Regions from separate parts of the Zea mays genome. Here region 2 is linked to region 1. The links are chromatin contacts, called in public Hi-C maps. All regions are on one chromosome and are shown on one strand. Each heading gives the region's core, a stretch centred on a gene start, on an enhancer-like site or on the middle of the called end of the contact. The rest is flanking DNA. Distances are from core to core; before and after follow the strand shown.

What was found. Hi-C and Micro-C count contacts between places; a contact is called where the count stands out from the background.
Region 2: a Hi-C map of leaf shows a contact between it and region 1, with 5 times the contacts expected there. The contact joins the enhancer-like site here to the promoter of LOC100273869 in region 1. A contact is called at or near these places in 3 of 25 Hi-C or Micro-C datasets (bundle sheath and leaf).

What each region holds. Positions count from the first base shown.
Region 1 is chr3:214,475,124-214,479,675 of Zm-B73-REFERENCE-NAM-5.0, reverse strand. It overlaps LOC100273869 (Eukaryotic aspartyl protease family protein), which reads left to right and starts at 2,393. Exons shown (of 2, transcript NM_001360478.1): 1 at 2,393-3,495. The coding sequence starts at 2,864.
Region 2 is chr3:214,606,759-214,611,310 of Zm-B73-REFERENCE-NAM-5.0, reverse strand. No RefSeq gene overlaps it. Among protein-coding and RNA genes, the nearest start is that of LOC100274602, 11 kb to the left of the region's middle. Within about 2 kb of position 2,485, at least 14 of the 20 cell types and tissues checked have an H3K27ac peak or open chromatin away from gene starts, as enhancers often do. A contact at or near this core is called in leaf, where this site is marked.

The sequences.
Region 1 (4,552 bases), core at 1,144-3,643:
CTCCTTACCCAAACAAAGCCTCAGTGAAGAACCTAATAAGCAAAGCTCGTAATTTTCCTTACGTGATGACGAGTCTCCCAACGATAGAATATTGCGATGAGCACGTGATTCTCCAATCATCACGAAAATAGGAAAATTAACGCAGCACAAGGAATACCCTTCAAATTGCAATGCGTGCTAACCTACGTCTGCGTTAAGCGCCTGATTTATTGCATCCAACCAATCCAAACAAGGGTGAGGCGAAGACACTGCCCTGCCGGTAAGCCACCGTGAGAAAACATATACGCTAGCACCAGTACATGTACCGAGTTTAACAAAGGATTATGGATCGTTATTACAAGACGATATAGTAAAAGTATGATAGGATCTAACGAAGGGCTAGGAAGGGATAAACAATCTTTTTTTTCTCAAACTTAAACGCACCCGACTAGCCAAACAATTGCAGAAAAAAATAAATGATCTAACCAAGGCTACACTCCTCAATTTATCATAAACATCTTATAAATATTTTAATATATACTGCTCTATTAAGAACTTAATGTGGGCACCGTGTTACCACAACTTCACTCCCTCCACACCCAGCGCCCTCAAAAAATAGAGCAAAGCGAGCACACATCCCTCTGCTCTAAAAATTTGGGGTTATCCACCATACCACATATAACTTAGTGTTTAGAAATAAAGAATAATTATATTTGTAGCCTAGGCATCGCCCCTCACGCTCACCTGCCTCATGGCAACGCACGGGCTGACGGGCACATACCTAGTTAAGATTCTAAGGTGCAAGACTAGGTAGAGATCAACTACATAATTTTAGTTGACAAGGTCACATAAACGTATGCAGCTAGCATACAGAAAAAACAGATAAATATTCGTGGGTCAAATTAAAAACCCCAATGACGACAACCTTATTTGAGTTAAATTCGTGGGTCGGTGTATAAGAACGTGGGTACCCACGAACTTAATGAAAGTTCGTGGGTCAGGACCCTAATCGTCAGAGCTATGAAAATTGAGAACGTGGGTACCCACGAACTTAACTTAAGCTCGTGGGCCACAACCACGACCGTCAATTGACTCTAACACATGAATTCCTTTGTATGTATAGAGCATTATTAATTGACATTTACTTTTAAAATCTGTCGACGTTCTTAGAGGTTGCGATTTCTTTTTGCGCATATAATCTACTGTCACAAGTTACTTAGCAGCTTGATCTGAAACAATAGTGGTTCGAACCAATCAGTTGCTCGTACTGTCGGCCCTGCCTTCCGTGGAGAGGGCAAAGCTAGGTAAAAGGCAGTGGACGCACATTCACCCATGAAACCCACAGAAATTTGTAAAACTATGGTTTTATCGGATTTTCATCATATATGCATTATATACTCTTTTTCCTCCGGTGTCCTATTAGTTGTCGTTTAGAACAATGTCATGGTCTCTAAAATATAATTTTGACCAATGTCTTTTTTTGACAAAATACAAATAAACTCTTAAGGCTTTGTTTGGATAAAGAGGGATTGAAATGGATTGAAGTGTATTTTAGGGATTGAAAGGGAAATTAGTTCATATTACACTTCAATACACCTTATACCACCTCAATTCACTCCAATTCAAGATTACCCAAACAAACCCTAATGCATTTATACTAATATAAAAAGTACTTTTTAAGATACATCGTTGCATATAAATATTAGATTTCAAAACTAAATAATAAAATAGTTATATGTAGTCAACATTTTGTAAGTTTGATTTGAAGCTTTTCCAAAACGACAACTAATAGGACACCAGAGGGAGTACACCTTAAGCTATCTCCAGCAGCTTACATATTTCATATCCGTATTTAAACTCCACTCTACGAACAGTGCAGAATATTTTTTAGATCAACTTTGGATATACTGCTGCAGACATCCTCAACACATGTGCCGTGCTTATTTGTTGTTGTTCCTTGTCATTACACCGGTTGGTGCGTAGTCAGACGACAGCCAAAACACTATTGTCAGAAATCAGAACGCACGCGCGGTGTGCACGTACAGCTTTGTTGCGTGGTTACCTCACTCACGGTAACAACCAAAGCCCTGTGCGATCTGGACTGGAGCCCTGTGCGGAAAGGCGATGAGCCTTTCAGGCGGCGGTCCCTACGGCCTAGCCTACACACGCGACGCGGCGTATGCGTCCGTGTAAACGGAGAGGGACGAGGGAATCCAACCGAAATCCGGCGCAGCGAGGGACGCTTTGACCCGCGGCGAGAGCACCTGCCGCGACCGGCGGCCAGCAGGGCGCGCACAAGCACAAGGCGCCGCACGAAGCGCAGCGCGTCACCACCCACCCACAGCCCAGCACCATCTCTCTGTCTCTCTCCACCCCGTGTCCATGACCATGAGATGAGAGCACGAGACTGGCCACGAGCCACAGAAGCAGCCACGCCAACAGCGCCAAGCGCGGCAGGTGCTGGCCCGCCCGCCCGCCCGCCCGCGCGCTCCGCAAGGCTGCGCCCTGCCCTTGCGCAGCAGAGCCACCTAAACTAACCTAAAGCCACCCGTGAATACTACTATACTCCCATCCCAGTAAATAAACAAGTAAACCGCCTCCGCGCTCGCAAGATAAATACGCACTCCGAGGCCGCGCACACACGCAGCCCGAAACGCGAGCGCAATCAACACCCACCATTACCCACCGCAGCAGGCAGCAGCGGCGTTCGCAATGGCGGCTCGTCTTGCCTGAGGAGAGCTTCAAGGAGCGCGCGCATTGGCGCCGCCCGCGGCGTGGCCCATCGCCGCCGATCGCCGGCGCCCCCGTCACCGCGTTGTGTTGGCGGAACAGCTTAAGCCAGCTTGCTGCGCCGTCAGGAAGCCGAAACGCGGCGTCCCCGCGGATGGCGGGCCGCCGTCTGGCGACGACGCTGACGCTGCTGGCGGCCGCGTTCCTGGCCGCCGCCGGCGCAGCAGCAGGCAGCAAGCCCTCGGCGAAGTTCGAGCTCATCCACCGGGAGCAGGCGCCCTGGGACGAGGTGGCGCGCATGGACCAGGAGCGCACGGCGTTCATCTCCTCGCACGCTCGTCGCCGCCGCGCCACGGAGGCGGCCGCCGGTGCCAAGCCCAAGGCGAGGGCGAAGGCCACGCCGCCGGCGGACGAGGCCTTCGCGATGCCGCTCTCGTCGGGCGCATACACGGGCACCGGCCAGTACTTCGTGCGCTTCCGCGTGGGCACGCCAGCGCGGCCGTTCCTGCTCGTGGCCGACACCGGCAGCGACCTGACCTGGGTGAAGTGCCGCCGCCGCCGCCACGACGCGCCAGCCCCGGGCTACAGCGCCCCAGCGTCGAACGGCTCCTCGTCCTCCTCCTCCTCGCTCGCGCCGGCGGCATCCTCCCACGCGCGCGTGTTCCGGCCGGACAGGTCCCGGACGTGGGCGCCCATCTCGTGCTCCTCCGACACCTGCACGGCGTCCCTGCCCTTCTCGCTCGCGGCCTGCCCCACCCCCGGCAGCCCCTGCGCCTACGACTACCGGTGAGTCCCCGCCACCACACGCTCCTCCCGTTCCATCCATCCATCCATCCCCTCGTAACATAAACCCGTGCGTGGTGGAGAGCATTAACCCGTGCTTTACTTGTAGTGCGCTATATAAAACCTCTGCGCGCGTTAATGGCGGTCCTCCGTCGACCCATCGATCTGGGGGGGGGGGGGGGGGGGGGGGGGGGGGGGGGGGGGGGGCGGGGGCGGGGCTGTGTGGGGCGTGCGTGGTTAATTCGGTCCTGGCATTGATGAGATGCAAGAGGCAACAGCAGCTGCCCGCAGCAGCAGCCTGCAATTAGTGGCTGCCTTGTTGGTTGGTGGGTGAGTGAGTCGGGAGATCTCGGGGGGGAGAGGTTGTAAAGCCAGGCAGGCCGTGCCGCCGGCAACGGCGAAGCAGCGCGGGGTGGGCATCGAGGGCGCGCGTTCAATGCGCCACAGCTTTGCCGCCCGCCCTATCGCCGCGGCAGGATAGACGGGGCACTGTAGCAGCACTGGGCTCTTGAGATTGGGGGGCGGTTTGTGGGTGGACGACGATTGCGTTGCGCTTGCCATGCGCCGGAGCTATGGCGATCGGCGGATCGTCGCTTTCGTTTCTCGATCGGGGACCAAGCAGATCCATTCATCAACGTCTTGCCGCCCCGCCCCGGCCCTTTCCCAGTCACGGAGACACTGAGTGAGCGGCCATCATGCATTCAGCGCCCCTGCTCACCCAAAAGCGGAGCGTCCCGGACAAACAACAATGACACTGACGCTTGCCCCTCGATGCGATGCCGACCGATCTCCTTTACCCATCGGCCTCAGTGGCGTCGGCGTCCCGATAAGCATCACGTTGCGTGCACGCGCGCGCGCGCATGTGCGCTGGATCCTTAGCTCGACAGAAGGACGCCCATGGCGATGGCGAGCAGGCGGGCACGAGGGCATCCATCCATCGATCGGTGCCAATGGTGTGTCAGTCCGCCCTCCTCTGTTCCTCCGTGCCTTGCGTCGACGCGCGGGGTGGGGTTGTGTAGTGCTGCTGAATGCTGGGCAGTGAACAGTGGTGGCATTCGTA
Region 2 (4,552 bases), core at 1,236-3,735, 130 kb before region 1:
AAATAAACCCTAGATCCACCCTGTAAATGGAGGGGTGATTGGATCCATTCACACCTCTCACACTCCATTTCACTTATCTTCCTTCACATTAAAGACTCCCACTACTATTTATTCAATACGAATTCTAGGTGGAGTTACAACTTTAAAACCTTCACTGACTTGCTCAATGAGCAATCCCCACAACGTCCCTAGACTCTTGGTGTGGGGCAGATCTTTTTCGATGGTCTTTCTTTCGTACATCATCATTAGGAAGATGTTCCTACCTATCCCAGTTTCCTTAGTTCACAACCTTAGTTTTCATACCCAAATCCTCCTCCTCTATATCCCTATCGACCATCAGTGGATGCTCCTCCCCCGAATGAAAATCCTAGCACTAAAGACCCTCCTACCATCGAATGAAAATCCTACCACCGATGCTCCTCCTACCACCAAAGATCCTACAAACGACACTCCTCCTCCTCAACCTTTTACTTATCCATAATTGGCGTGAGGCATGATGACTATGATTCCAGTGATAGGAGCAAAAAATCATGCCTCAATTTAGACGATAACTATAGCTCCAACCAGACATTATGTGCCCAGTATGCTCTATTGATAGCAATATTGTAAGAGCTCAACATAAGGGGAGGGTAGCAATGAGTTTTCAGACATGGAGAAGAGGATGTTGAACACACTCTTCAAGGCTAGCTAGGGAATGACTCAATCGAAATTATTTAAGTAATTCAATAAGTTGTTGGATTGCTCCACTGCCGACATAGACGATGACACAAAAAAAGAGCTTATAAATTAGCCTTGAAAATGTTAATTAAAGCAAATCAAGTTAGATAAGAAAGTAGATGTGGAAGAGAAAGATGACGAGAAGAGAAAGTGTATCAAATATTTTTATAAACTATGTTATTTTTATTTTTTTACAGTTTTGATATTTTATTTGTTTTTTTGTGAATTTACATAATTTTCATTTGCTTAATTATGTACTCGGATAAATTTTTTATTTTTAATTTAACACCGTATTTTAATTTAGCTAACCGTTTATAAAAAGAAAAAGGCTAATGCTATAGCTCAAGGGCGGATTTAGGTGGTTTTATCGGGGTCAGTTAAGCTCAATAAAATTTATGAATCCTTTAATAAAACAATATTAAATTTAAAAAAATATTATACCATATAGAGAAGTTAATTTCAATGCCCCAGTATTTTTTAAGCTAGATTCGTCACTGCTTTAGCTCAATAGTAATGACTGTATACTAGATCAATATGGTAGGTAAGGAGTGACGGTGATTGATAACGCGACCAGCAGTACAGTCGTCAGTCGATAAGGTACAAACATGCCGGCCGGTTTTATGATTGTCTGCATTGTTCCTGCCATTTACATCGGAGCCGGATAATGCTCTCTGTCAGGCTGGCGCGATTTTGTTGGAAGCCGGTGTGCTCTCTGCCAAAACTTCAGCCGTGGAGCGTTGACGCTGGAAAAGGGCTGCGTTTGGTTTGCTGCTACTATTCGGCTTGCATGCATGCTCCATCCAGTGCCGCCAACTCGGCAGTTCATTTTCGTTTCATCTCTGCGGCCGAATCGGAGCGCGCGCGGGGGCTGAATTTTAGCCGGCCGGCCAGTTTGGCAAGGCGTCCGCGGGCTGAATCCAAACGCGCCTGCGTCATTGCCTCGTTCCCTTCTTGGTAATCTCAGCCAGGCGCCAGCCTTGTCACCTTATGCCTGCCATGTAGGTCGTTGTGTCCTCAGCAGCAGCCAAAAGATGGGGGCGGGTGCGCCGGCCGGATGGTGGCGGAGGCGGAGCAACAGTGGTGTTGGTGTAGAGCCGGCAAGGATGGATGTTGCCGGTGGAGCTAGCTCGCTCGCTATTGAGCCATCCGCGCCGTTGTGTGTTTCTTTTCTACATACTGGTTGTTTGCAATCAGAAAACCCTCAGAAACTGTTAGTTCGGGTGATAAGCATCCGTCCCCTCAGGTGACTGAAATTTGTTTTTCTTCAGTCGATGCCGTGATTGCTGCTGGCTGCTGCCATCCATCCATCCATCCATCCATCTGGGATTCTAAGTCTGGTTCGTTTTGCTCTTAATCCATTTGGATTGAGTGAGATTGAGTGGGTTTCAAATCCCAAATAAATCAAAATCTATAATAATTTTTTCCAATCTCATCCAATTCACATAGTACAAGAATAATCGAACTAAGGTCTTTGTGGTCTGTGAATGTCTTCCTCCTGGATTCGCTTTGTTGCCTGTCCTCACCGTTGGGTTTGCTACTCTGCTTCTGCTATCATCGCCTCTACCGCGCTAGCTCTAGCTGTCCCACCCATGGTCAAAGTCTCAAAGATAAAATACTGACCGAAGAAAACTGGAACCACTTGTCGGTCGTCACCAGGTGCCTTTGGATTTTCGAAACGTGTGTCTTGTTTCGTGGAGACTGGAGATGGATAGCGGTGATTATGCAGGTCCAAACGGATGGGACGGGTCCAGCATGGGCCCACCTTCGGCTAGCACGTTTTGGCCCGTTAGGCACGGATATAGCCACGTCGTGCCGGCCGGTCCGCAGCCCGTTAAGACCCATCGTGTTTTGACCAAAGTGGGAAGGAGAATAACAAAAAAAAAATTATACATGTCCAAACGGGTGTCTTTTCGTGGAGACGGGAGGTGGATAGCGGTGACTATACTTATCCAAATGGGTGAGCTGAGCCCGGCACGGGTCCACCTTCGGTCGGCAAGGGCTCGCCGTGCTTTAACTGGAGTGGGAAGAAAAATAAGTAAAAAAACTAAAAACAAGCTTTGAAAGGATTTGAACTCTGGTTGGAGGCTTTAAATTGCCTAGCCACACCATTCTAGCCCACTAAACTAAATTTATTTTATAAGTAAACTATTAAAGTTTCTTTTAATATTTATAAAAAATGCGCTGAAAAATTACAAAAATTAATCACGATCGTGCTGTGTTTGTGACGGGCTAAAAGCGTGGTGTGCCATGTACCGTCCGACAGGCACGGACTATTTAGACATGTAGAGCAATTGCGCACTCTCAGCCTGTCAACAGTTGAGTCCCAGCCCATGCTGAGCATGTCATTTTTTTTCCCGACGACTTCAGTCGCGCATCTTCGTTGTGAAGTGGAGCATTATCGATTAAACTCTGCAAAAGTTAACCCGCCCGGTCGTGCACAAACTGACGTTTTACTGAACTTGTTTGTAACTGAGGTCTTGGTCTCCCGACGCAGGAAGCAGGAGGTTCTATCCATTGCATGATACGATCTGTATCCACCAAGTCGGTCGATGACTATTGACTCGTCGCGCGCGAACCTTGGTATTGTCTCCCTCCCGCCCCGCCTTCTAAAAACGACCGCATCAATTCTAGATAATTAGATTTTTGCCACTCACAATGTTGTCTTCCTGTTATAATTACCACTGTGTCTATAAATTATGGGTCCAGCTGGATATATGAAATGTGGGCCTGATGACAATTTTACAAACCTGTTTCTTGCTCATGGCAAATATCAAAATCTCTCCATCAATTCAACGCTGCTCGCTAAAAACCGGCACACGCGCAGCATTTCTAAGAGCACACCGTCTTGCTGCCTCTGCTTGCCAGCAATGGCGCGGCCTCAGAGGACCGACGCCTCCTCCGCCCATCAATTCCTTCTCCTCTCCCTCCTCCGTCTCCTGCTGCTGCTTCCGTCCGCCAAGGCCGCGTCCTTCTCCACGCTCTGCGGCTCCGCTCCCCCGCGCGACCTCCCCATCGCCAAGCACTCGCGCTCTGACCTTCCATCACCGCCGGCCCACGGCGCCTACCGGTCTCTCCCTTCGATCACCGCCGGCCACTTCTCCGGCGGCCGCGACCTCCGCTTCGCCCGCGACCGTCCCTACACCCGCGCTCTGACCTTCTACCCGCGCGGCGGCTCGGCCAGGGCCACCTCCGACCCCGCCGCTACCCACCTCTCCGCCACGCTCACCCTCGCGGGGACCCGCGACCGCGACCGCGACGGCGCCCGCCCCCACTCCGTGTCTTTCGACCTCGACGGCTACTACTACTCCTCCTCCTCCTCCTCCTCCTCCACCGCCGCCGCTTCCACCGCGGAACTCTGCATGGTCGGCTCCGGCTCCTACGCCGAGGAAGACGGCTTCGGTGTCGTCGTCCTCTCCGACGTCGTGCTCCGCCTCCGCCTGCCGCACCCGTCCAACCTCTCCCGGCCCTTCGTCACGGGCAGCGTCGCGGGCGCCGACTTCCGTCCCATCGCCCTCGTCGCCTACGCCGAGGATGGCTACGCGTACGGAGAGGCCGAGGCCGCCTCCTGCCCGGCGCCGCCCGTCCCAGCGCGTGCCGTAGGACAGGTGCTCGGCGCGGGGCACCGCACGTGCCACCGCTTCAGGGCGCTGCTCCGAAGCTCCTACAACCTGGAGTACAGGTCCAACGAGCACGACGGTGCTAGCAGCAGCAGCAGCAGCTTCCCGCTGCGGCCGCGCCACGGGATTATGTACGTCAACCAGATACGCTGTGCCGCCGGCGGTGCCGTGCGCGCGTACATGGTGTTCTACGCCAACCAATCGGTCGCCTCACCATA